2 separate regions of the Arachis hypogaea genome follow, and region 1 is linked to region 2. The links are chromatin contacts, called in public Hi-C maps. All regions are on one chromosome and are shown on one strand. The core of a region is the stretch at or near the end of the contact, and the rest is flanking DNA. Distances in the headings are between cores, read along the strand shown. Region 1 holds the start of LOC112722518. Region 2 holds the start of LOC112722514 (NEP1-interacting protein-like 2).

What was found. Hi-C and Micro-C count contacts between places; a contact is called where the count stands out from the background.
Region 1: a contact with region 2 is called in a Hi-C map of leaf, with 4 times the contacts expected there. The contact joins the promoter of LOC112722518 here to the promoter of LOC112722514 in region 2. A contact is called at or near these places in 2 of 8 Hi-C or Micro-C datasets (both in leaf).

What each region holds. Positions count from the first base shown.
Region 1 is chr11:125,193,094-125,197,695 of arahy.Tifrunner.gnm2.J5K5, forward strand. LOC112722518 reads left to right here and starts at 2,831. Exons shown (of 9, transcript XR_011867710.1): 1 at 2,831-3,397; 2 at 4,507-4,602. LOC112722521 (a long non-coding RNA gene) reads right to left here and starts at 2,571. Exons shown (of 2, transcript XR_003162728.3): 1 at 2,112-2,571; 2 at 1,082-1,368.
Region 2 is chr11:124,846,273-124,850,689 of arahy.Tifrunner.gnm2.J5K5, forward strand. LOC112722514 (NEP1-interacting protein-like 2) reads right to left here and starts at 1,619. Exons shown (of 6, transcript XM_025773571.3): 1 at 1,306-1,619; 2 at 959-1,194; 3 at 190-368. The coding sequence starts at 1,037.

The DNA of each region.
Region 1 (4,602 bases), core at 1,581-4,080, 350 kb after region 2:
CTGTAAGAATAAAAAAGGTTAATACATCAAAAGACAAACTAAATACATCAAAACACAAACCAGACATACCGCTATTATTTTTTGATTACATCATACAATATGAGATCAAAAAGACATGCAATTGAATCAAACATGCATAAAATGATACCTGAAGTACTAGAATAAAATTCTATGGTTTGTTATAAGAAATTGATGAACAAAATTCCTAATAATGGACAAAAATAGTTACAAATCACTCAAATATGTACATAATAACATCAAAAGTACAAGAACAATATTTTGTTGTCTAGTTACAGTATAAAGAGTACAACAGCATTAAGTACACCTCAATTTTGATGAAATATACAGAAAGACAAGCCAAATACACTGAAAGACAAACCAACTACACCAAAACACAAACATGAAACAATGATATTAGAAGCACTACAAACAAACTCATTTCGAAACATACAAAACTCAAACATGTACAAAAACACATTCAAATCCCTCAAACACATGTAAATATAGGTTAAACTATACAATAAACACTACGTAACATTTTTATACCGACATAACATAGTTATCACCAAATGAAGCGTATAATGAGAAAAGTAACGCAAGAACACGAAATAAACTGCAATATAACTATGTAGCATTTTGCGATAAGAATGAAAAATAGAAAGGTAAGAAAATTGCAAGATTAGTGAATATTACCTTCAATAATCTTTCATCTTTTTTTTAGTGTTTGTTGGTGAAGATTTCGATTTCAGCTTTGAAACTTCTTTGACCTTTCACGATAATTTTGAGAGATTTTGATCGTTGTTTGAATTTTGAGCATTGCGACTTTGATCGAGGGAGAAGAACCGATTTTATAATGACGTCCGTGCCAAGGTTCTCAAACTTGTGAGTCTAGGTAAACTCGTGTAACTGATCTAAACTCGACTCGTAGACTCGACGTAAACTCGTACGAATTTACCTATTATAAATTTTTCGTAAAAAATATATGTATCGTGTATAATATATATATTTACTCAAACATAAGCATTTAAACTTAACAATTTCAACATCAAAATACATAATAAATTAACATAATACTACAATTATAACAAGTACTCTAGAACACACATTCAAATTCTTCACAAGTATGCATCTAGTTCAACATAAAACATAGTCACACAATCAAAGCTTCATATAACACAAAAAAAAAAAAAAGAAGAAAACAACAAAGTAACAATTAAATGTTCTAATAAACTAAAAGTCTAAAACTGAAATCCTATCTTCATCTTTTATGGCATCAACATCATCATCTTCACCATCTTCATCAGAAACATCATTTCTTTCAAGTTCAGGTTCGACCCAGCCAACAAAATCATCATCATTCACATGTCCCTGAACCAACATTCTCAGACATTTTGTATTTTTGTCCCCAAATAAACAAATCAACAAAGTACAAACTAAATAATTAAGCAAAATTATCCACTTATCCTTGTTAACAAAGTTAATAAATTCATATTTCAGACATTCAGATTCAATAACAACTAACTAACACTAACAAGTAAGAAATAACAACTACAAATTCAGATTTAGGATATAAAAACTACTTTACAAATGAGCTGTAGTTATGGACTTATAAGTTAAAGCTGACAGAGTGCACAATATAAAGAAAATAAAAACTTTAATTGCATAGCATTGTGCTTAGTAATATAAAAGGACATAATGGAGACAGCACTTAAACACCAAGACTAAAAACCACAAGATACCACAATGCATAATGCATTCCTAGAAAATTAAAGCAGTAAATACTAGCCTCTGACAATTTTTTTCTATGGCTGGAGAAGGTAAAGCTTAATTATTTGGCATCAAATAGAAGAACAAAGAAATACAAATAAGTAAACAAGATCTGCTCTTGAATACGGGAAAGAAAGCTATAGAAAAAATTCAGATTCAATAACAACAAATTCAGATTTCACAGTTTAAGACATTCAGATTCAATAACAACTAACTGACACTAACAAGTAAGAAGTAACAACTACAAATTACAAAATGCAGCAATTTAGAATAGATTAAACTCACACTAACAAGTAACAACTACCAAATACATCAATTCAGTAACTAATTTTTTTTAAACATACCTGAAGGCTGAATCTGAATGGCTGAATGGAGTAGGCTTAGCTAACACTCGCGTTGCTATGCTGTGCTGTGCAGACACACGACGGGCTGACACCTGACAGAACGAACGGCGGAAGCGCGATGAGGGGCAGAAGACACGACGAGCGATGGCAGCATGGCGGATGGCAGAGGCTCCACGAGTCCACATTCTTCGATGCAGAACAGAGAGTGAGAGAGTGAGAGAGTGTCGAGCTGAATGAGAGACTAAGAGTGAGAGAACGGTGGTTTCAGGAATGACGAACAGCAAACGGCAGTGAAGGATGGACGACGGCGAGGGATGGAGGACGAAACGCGAAGATGAAGAGAGTGAGTGTGAGCAAAGTGAGAGGTTTAGCCGATTAAAGTTATGTTGCTGCCTTCCTTTTTTTTGGCCCAAAACAATGCCGATTTGGTGAAAAAGGCCAACCAAAGCAAATTTACTTAGTCATGAATAAACTTACGAGTTTGACCGAGTTTACTCGAGTCTACCCGAATCTACCCAAAAACGAGTTTGTGTCCGAATTAATTCGATTCCACTACCTAAATTAAACTCGTAAATTAATTCGCGAGTTTGACAACGATGGTCGTGTTATTTGATAATCTTGAAAGTGCATATTTAATTATTTACACGCATTTTAATCTAAGAATTAATTTTTGTTGAATTTGGACCAATTTATTTGGACTAGTTTGCTAAAAAAAACTTATATATCTAGCAGTTGTGTGCATAACTGCATATATAATGGCGTTTGAGAAGTAGTGTGCATCTTAATTCGTCACAACATTTGCATGCCATATCTTTTGTCGTTTCTTATTGTTGCTCTGATTCTGATTCTGATTACTTATCCAACTTCATCAAATAATTAACGCATCTTTTCCGTTCCAATGTCTCCCCCATCCGTCGATCAAGGTAACGCCGATCCAGAGGAAGAAGAAGAAGAAGAAGAAGAAGAGGAGGTAGAGGAAGAAGAGGAAGAAGTAGAAGAAGAAGAAGAAGAGGAAGAAGAAGAAGATGTAGAGGAAGAGGAAGAGGAGGAAGAAGAGGTAGAGGTAGAGGAAGAGGTAGAAGAAGAGGTAGAAGAAGGAGAAGAAGAAGAGGAGGAGGTAGAGGAAGAAGAAGAGGAGCCAGAGGAGGTAGGGGAAGAAGAAGAGGAGGAGGAGGAGGAGGAGGAGGAGGAGGAAGAGGAAGAAGAAGAAGAAGAAGAAGAAACCGACGGTGATGATAAAGGCTACGCCTCAAATTCTGTATCCGATGCCGACAACGATGGCATAGGTTTTCCCAATTCAACATTAGTTCTCAATTTTATGCTGAATACTTTTGATGCAATGGTGCTGCTTTACATGATCATGCCCTATAATATTACTGTTGATTTATGTCTGTTTCTATATCAAGTGTGATGTTGATTTTACTTGTTTTATTTGGTTTCTCTGTGTGTTTATGTGTTGGGGGAGGGGTTGTTCTGGATAAGATTTCTTGTGGGTGCTCCTCAGGCTTGGTGGTTGTTTTGTTAGGCTAGGCTCAAGGTCTTATTATTCTCGTCCTTCAGAATAAGGTCCAGTCTCCATTCACCATGATCATTCTCCTTCATACTGTTGTATTGCAAAAATAAAATTAAAAAAGTTGTCTGGTTAAAAAGAATTTTCAAATCCAGTGATGAAAACCCAGCATATGATCACTGAACCTTGTTGTACACAACCCGCTGCAAACAGCCTGAAGCTGAATTTGCCCTCCCCAGTCCAGGGAGGGTATCTTATATGGGCCTTTATGTGGTGGTGGTTTTGATCATTAATGCTGTGGCCTGCAAGGTTGATTGTGGCTGGCATTCCAATTGTAAGTGTAGCTTTATTATGTTACTCCATTGGTTTGAACGAATCCTTTTGAGCTAGTTATTGGGCCGGATTGATTTCATTATAAGGAAATTTGTGTTTGATAATGGAGAGGAAAAGGAAACAACGGGTCCTAGAGGAAATATATGCTAATTAGGGCTGAGAAGTATACCTTGCCTGTTTGAGCTGAAGCACATTTTTTCGAGGCGAATTTGTGCGCAGATAGGGTTGGATCCAAACCAATATTTTTTATTGACTTGTGCAATATTTCAATAAATATATGGAAGTATTAAACATAACATAATTCTGTGAAGGGTGCTGCTATTCTCTATGAGAATTCTGTGATGACGTATCTTTGGCACAAATCTTCGTGTCGAATATCATTGTTGGTGCTTTTCTCTGAAAACTGTTTTATACCTTAGTACAGACTTTCATAGTTTGTGTTGAGGCTGATAACATAATTTGGTCTATTGATGAAATAGTTTAATTTGGAGGAATGATTCTCCGGTTTTGAAAGAAATAATTTTTGGATTAAGTTTTTATTTTCTTTTGTAGATTCATGCCAACAAATGGAATCTGAAGTACAAGAGAGGAACTTGAGGCCAGCTTCTACTATGGCGGAAAACCCTATAGTAATGTCTTCTCCTAGTA
Region 2 (4,417 bases), core at 369-2,868:
AAACAAAGCATACTATTACAAATATCAGATGCTACTTAACAGCCAAGCACAACCAAGTAAAAAGAGCATCTATATCCCATACAAAGACATTTGAAACTAAAAGTTAGCCATGTTTTCCCCCATAGTTTTGCCAAGTTACAAACATATATCACTTCAAACCAAGGAAAATTGAGAGGAATGAGTACCAACCATAGATGACGTGCCCCGTGAGCCAGTTTGCTCCATGCACCAATATGCACGGGAAGCTTCCAAGATTTCCACCGAGAGTATAGCCCCAGCAACAGCGCCCAATGAAGCTCCCCGCAGCAAACCACTGTGAGTTGCCTTAGCAGCTAAAGCACCAGCTATAGCTCCGGTAAGGGCTCCAGCTGCAAGTCAGAAACACAAGACATGACACCAATATAGAAACAAACCTCACACCCAGATGAGAACACTTAAAAAGAGTGGCTACTGCTATAAGGTAAAAACAGTAAAAACCCCTAGACGCTCAAATTCACAAACTTTACCATACAAAAGCATCTACACCAACAATCATCAAACTAATCTGAATTCAGAAATTACACTGCCAATCTGCCATCAATTCATTCATTCATAAAAGCCCCAAAACAAATTGACTTTTGCACACAATTTATTCCTTTCCTATTCGAGTTTCCATAAGACAAAAGAGAGGTTGGGGGAAAAATTCTGATTCTTTTCCAAAATCAAAAGCAAATCCAATTAAAATCTCCTAATTTTTGGTCAAACAAAACCCGGAAAAAGGGTTTAACCTTAACACCCCCCTCCTTCCTTTTTTTTTTCTCTCCCTTTTCCCTCTCTTTTTCTTCTTCTTTCAATTTTATTCAAGCCCCACCATGCAAAAACAAAACTTTTTGAGGCACGTAAACCAGCTTTAATCAATCATTTATCGGCAAATGAAATTAAGAAAAACAACCATGTATACATTGCTGTTGATCATTACCTACGGCAAAACACAGCGTGAGAGCTCCAGAAATGGCGCATAATAAGAATTTGGAGAGGGAGCAAAACACGAGACCCATGAGTTCGAGCGAGCGTGTGTGAGAATCGCCAAAACTAGAAGCTTTTTATTGATGTTAGGCCATAGCAATAGCAGCGAACCCCTCCACCTTCTTCTTCTTCTATATCTGTGACGGAGGGGGATAAGGAAGGAGCCTTGAGTTTGGGGCAAAGGCTGCGCTGTCAGCAACAACAGATTGAGAAAAAGAGGGTTGGTGGGTCATTTCGGATGACAGAAAAGTTTTCAACTTTGCTGACTCGGTACACAAATTTAGGATACAAACCCCTTACCTTCCGTGGGTTTCGAATTGGATAACCTTATTTTCTGTTACAAGGAACACCTCATCTCAGAATAACAAATTCATTTTCCAAAGCCAGGCTTTAATCAAAGACAAAAGTAAAAATGGGATGTGAGCTCGTTGAGAAAGTCAACCCGTTCATACGAAGATGACCAATTTGATTTAGGGTAAATAATTGAGGAATTATTAGATACTCTCAAAAGTCAAAACATCACTTGGACGTATGTATTTACCCCGTTTAGACTTTTTTTTTTGGTAGAACTCTGTTTAGAGTTTAGACTTTAGACCCCTTTAATATTGAAACCTACTATTTTTAAGTTGCTTAGGTTAATTTAAGTGGTGGACTTGTGTCAAATTTAAGTAGCATCTGTTTAGGTGGTGCTATAAAGCTATTCAATAATTAACATTTAATTAGTAGTTATGCATATAAAAGGTTTTGTTTTACTTTATTTTTTAGGTGGTGGAGACTGAAGAGATCATAATTTATTAGTTTTGTTTATTTGACGGTAATTAATTGAATACTGCAATATATGATATTAGATATATAATTATTTTTATGAAGTAAGCTTTTAAAAAAATTTTTATTATATAATATCAAAATTTTTAAGAATTAAATTAATTTTAGTTTTTTAGAATCAAGCTAGACTAAGATACAACAAAACAACAGCGTGTCTGCATTGTCCATATTAATGATAAATTGAAAATGTCGTGTTCTATGTACAAGTAGTCTACAACTATTAATGAGAAAGCGTTTAGAAAGAACTAAGAAGATAACAAATTAAGGCGCACACGGTTTTGCTGATTTTCCTTGTAAGTTTGTCCCTTATTATTGGCTACGTGCTTCTAATCAAATGCTTGAGGAGGATGTGACAAATGTACATACCTTCAAGCCTAACAATCACAAACCTTTTTGTTTTTTTATAGGAAAAAATCTCTTGATTTTCTTTTATGAGTAATCTATCATTTTTATTTATGAAAATTCAGAATGCTAAGAAATTTATTTACAAATAAATAAAATTATTATTTTTATCTATAAAAAATAAATTTTTGCTAACATAACTATTTGAATTCTAAAAATTTATTTAAAATTTTTAAAATACTTTCTAATATAACTTAACTCTAACTTCTCTTTTTATCCCACACATCACTTTTATTTAAATTTTTTTTCACTACCACTCTCATCCGTAACTACCACCATCACTAACGTCATCATCATCAAAACCATCTCTTTCTCCTTTTATGATATCCTATATGCCAGTAAACTCAACGACACTTCTTGTGTAAGGTCCCACATCGGTTGAGGAGGGGAACGAAACATGCCTTATAAGGGTGTGAATACCTCTCCTTAGTATGACGCGTTTTGACGAGTGAGTGTGGGGGATTTCGGCTATCATCCCTATTGTCAAAGGTAAAACCGTGAGGCCTTGTGTGCCAAAGCGGACAATATCGTGCTAGCGGGTGGTTTGGGCTGTTACAGATAGTATCAGAGCCGGAGCCCGGATCGATGTGCTAGCGAGGGCACTGGACTCCCTTAGGGGGTGGATTGTAAGGTCCCACATCGGTTGGAAATGGGAACGAAGCATGCTTTATAAGGGTGTGGATACCTCTCCCTAGCATGATGCGTTTTGACGAGTGGGTGTGGGGGGCTTCGACTATCATCCCTATTGTCAAAGGCAAAACCGTGAGGCCTTGTGTGCCAAAGCGGACAATATCGTGCTAGCGGGTGGTCTGGGCTGCTACATCTTGCCGTTCATCTTCACGCCGCAAATGTGGCGAATGTGCCGTTTGTCTCTTCGAATTCGAAGACGATGATTACGTTCGAACCTTGCCTCTTTGCTCACAAATCTTCCATATTGATTGCATCGATACTAGGCTTCATTCCCACACAAATTGCCCTCTCTTTCCCGTCAGAGTTTTCTCTGCTACTTTGCTATTTATTCCCATGTTCGCCGCTAGAATCTGACCAAGTCTTGACGCCGATGAATATGACTCAGAATAAATAGGGGAAATGTAAGGGATCGGACTCCAGTTGTAAGGAGAAAAAATCGATTCGGTTGAAGGGGAGTGGAGCGCGGTAGATTTTGATGGATTTCCATAGGAACGGAAAACCTAGAATAAATGAGAAGAGAACTGTGTGACTAAAGATGAGGCACTTGAAGCTGGGTTTGGTTGTTCGCATGATTTTATGGTCAGGAGTAGATTTCTACATCTGAGACTGTGAAATTTCTTCTTCTGCGGGCTTTGGGTTTAATAAAAAATTGGATATATCTGCCATTGTTACACCAATTGAGACTGTAAATTCTAACTCTGGTTTTTGAGTTTTGCAAATTCAAACCATGGCATGTGCTTAAGTTGGCCGAACTAGGTGTTTTGTGATGGAGTGAAGTTTTGAGCTAATAGATGAAGGTTGGGAGCCAGTTCGGGAGTAGTAGAGGTGGTGATGGCAGTGGTGGTGACGATGACGGTGGTAGTTAGCGATGAAAATAGTAGTAGAATTTGGAATTGGAAAAATAGTGGTATAGAGTAAAAAGAGAAGTTAAAGTTACGTTATATTATAGGATATTTTGAAAATTTTAAATAATTTTTTAGAATTTGAATAATTTTATTAGCAAAAGTCTATTTTTTGTAATTAAAAAATTTGACTTATTTATAGAGAGATTATTAACATTCTAAATTTTTATGGATAAAAATAGTAATTTATTTTTTTTCAATGATGTGACATGATATAATATGTTATGATATTGACATCAATTTAGACAAATGACAAATTATTAGCTAGGTGCTTCACGAGGAAAAAGTAAAACAAAGGAGTTACAATCTATTCACATCTTTTGACATCATAGTAATGATCCTTGTGATTATTTCTCTATTAATGATCGCTTTCATTATGGTATTTATTTATCAATTCAATAATTGAGACGTTGAGTAGAGATCATAGTATCGCTTTATTCATACTTTTGGATAAAGATTTTATTATTATAATATTCATCCTAAATATGAGGCACCTGTACTTAATTTTCTTGTCATAAACACTAAATATGGTTGGAATAGCAAGTCATCCATCAATAAGGTCAGCATCCACGTTGGGTCCAAAGGTGAAGTAA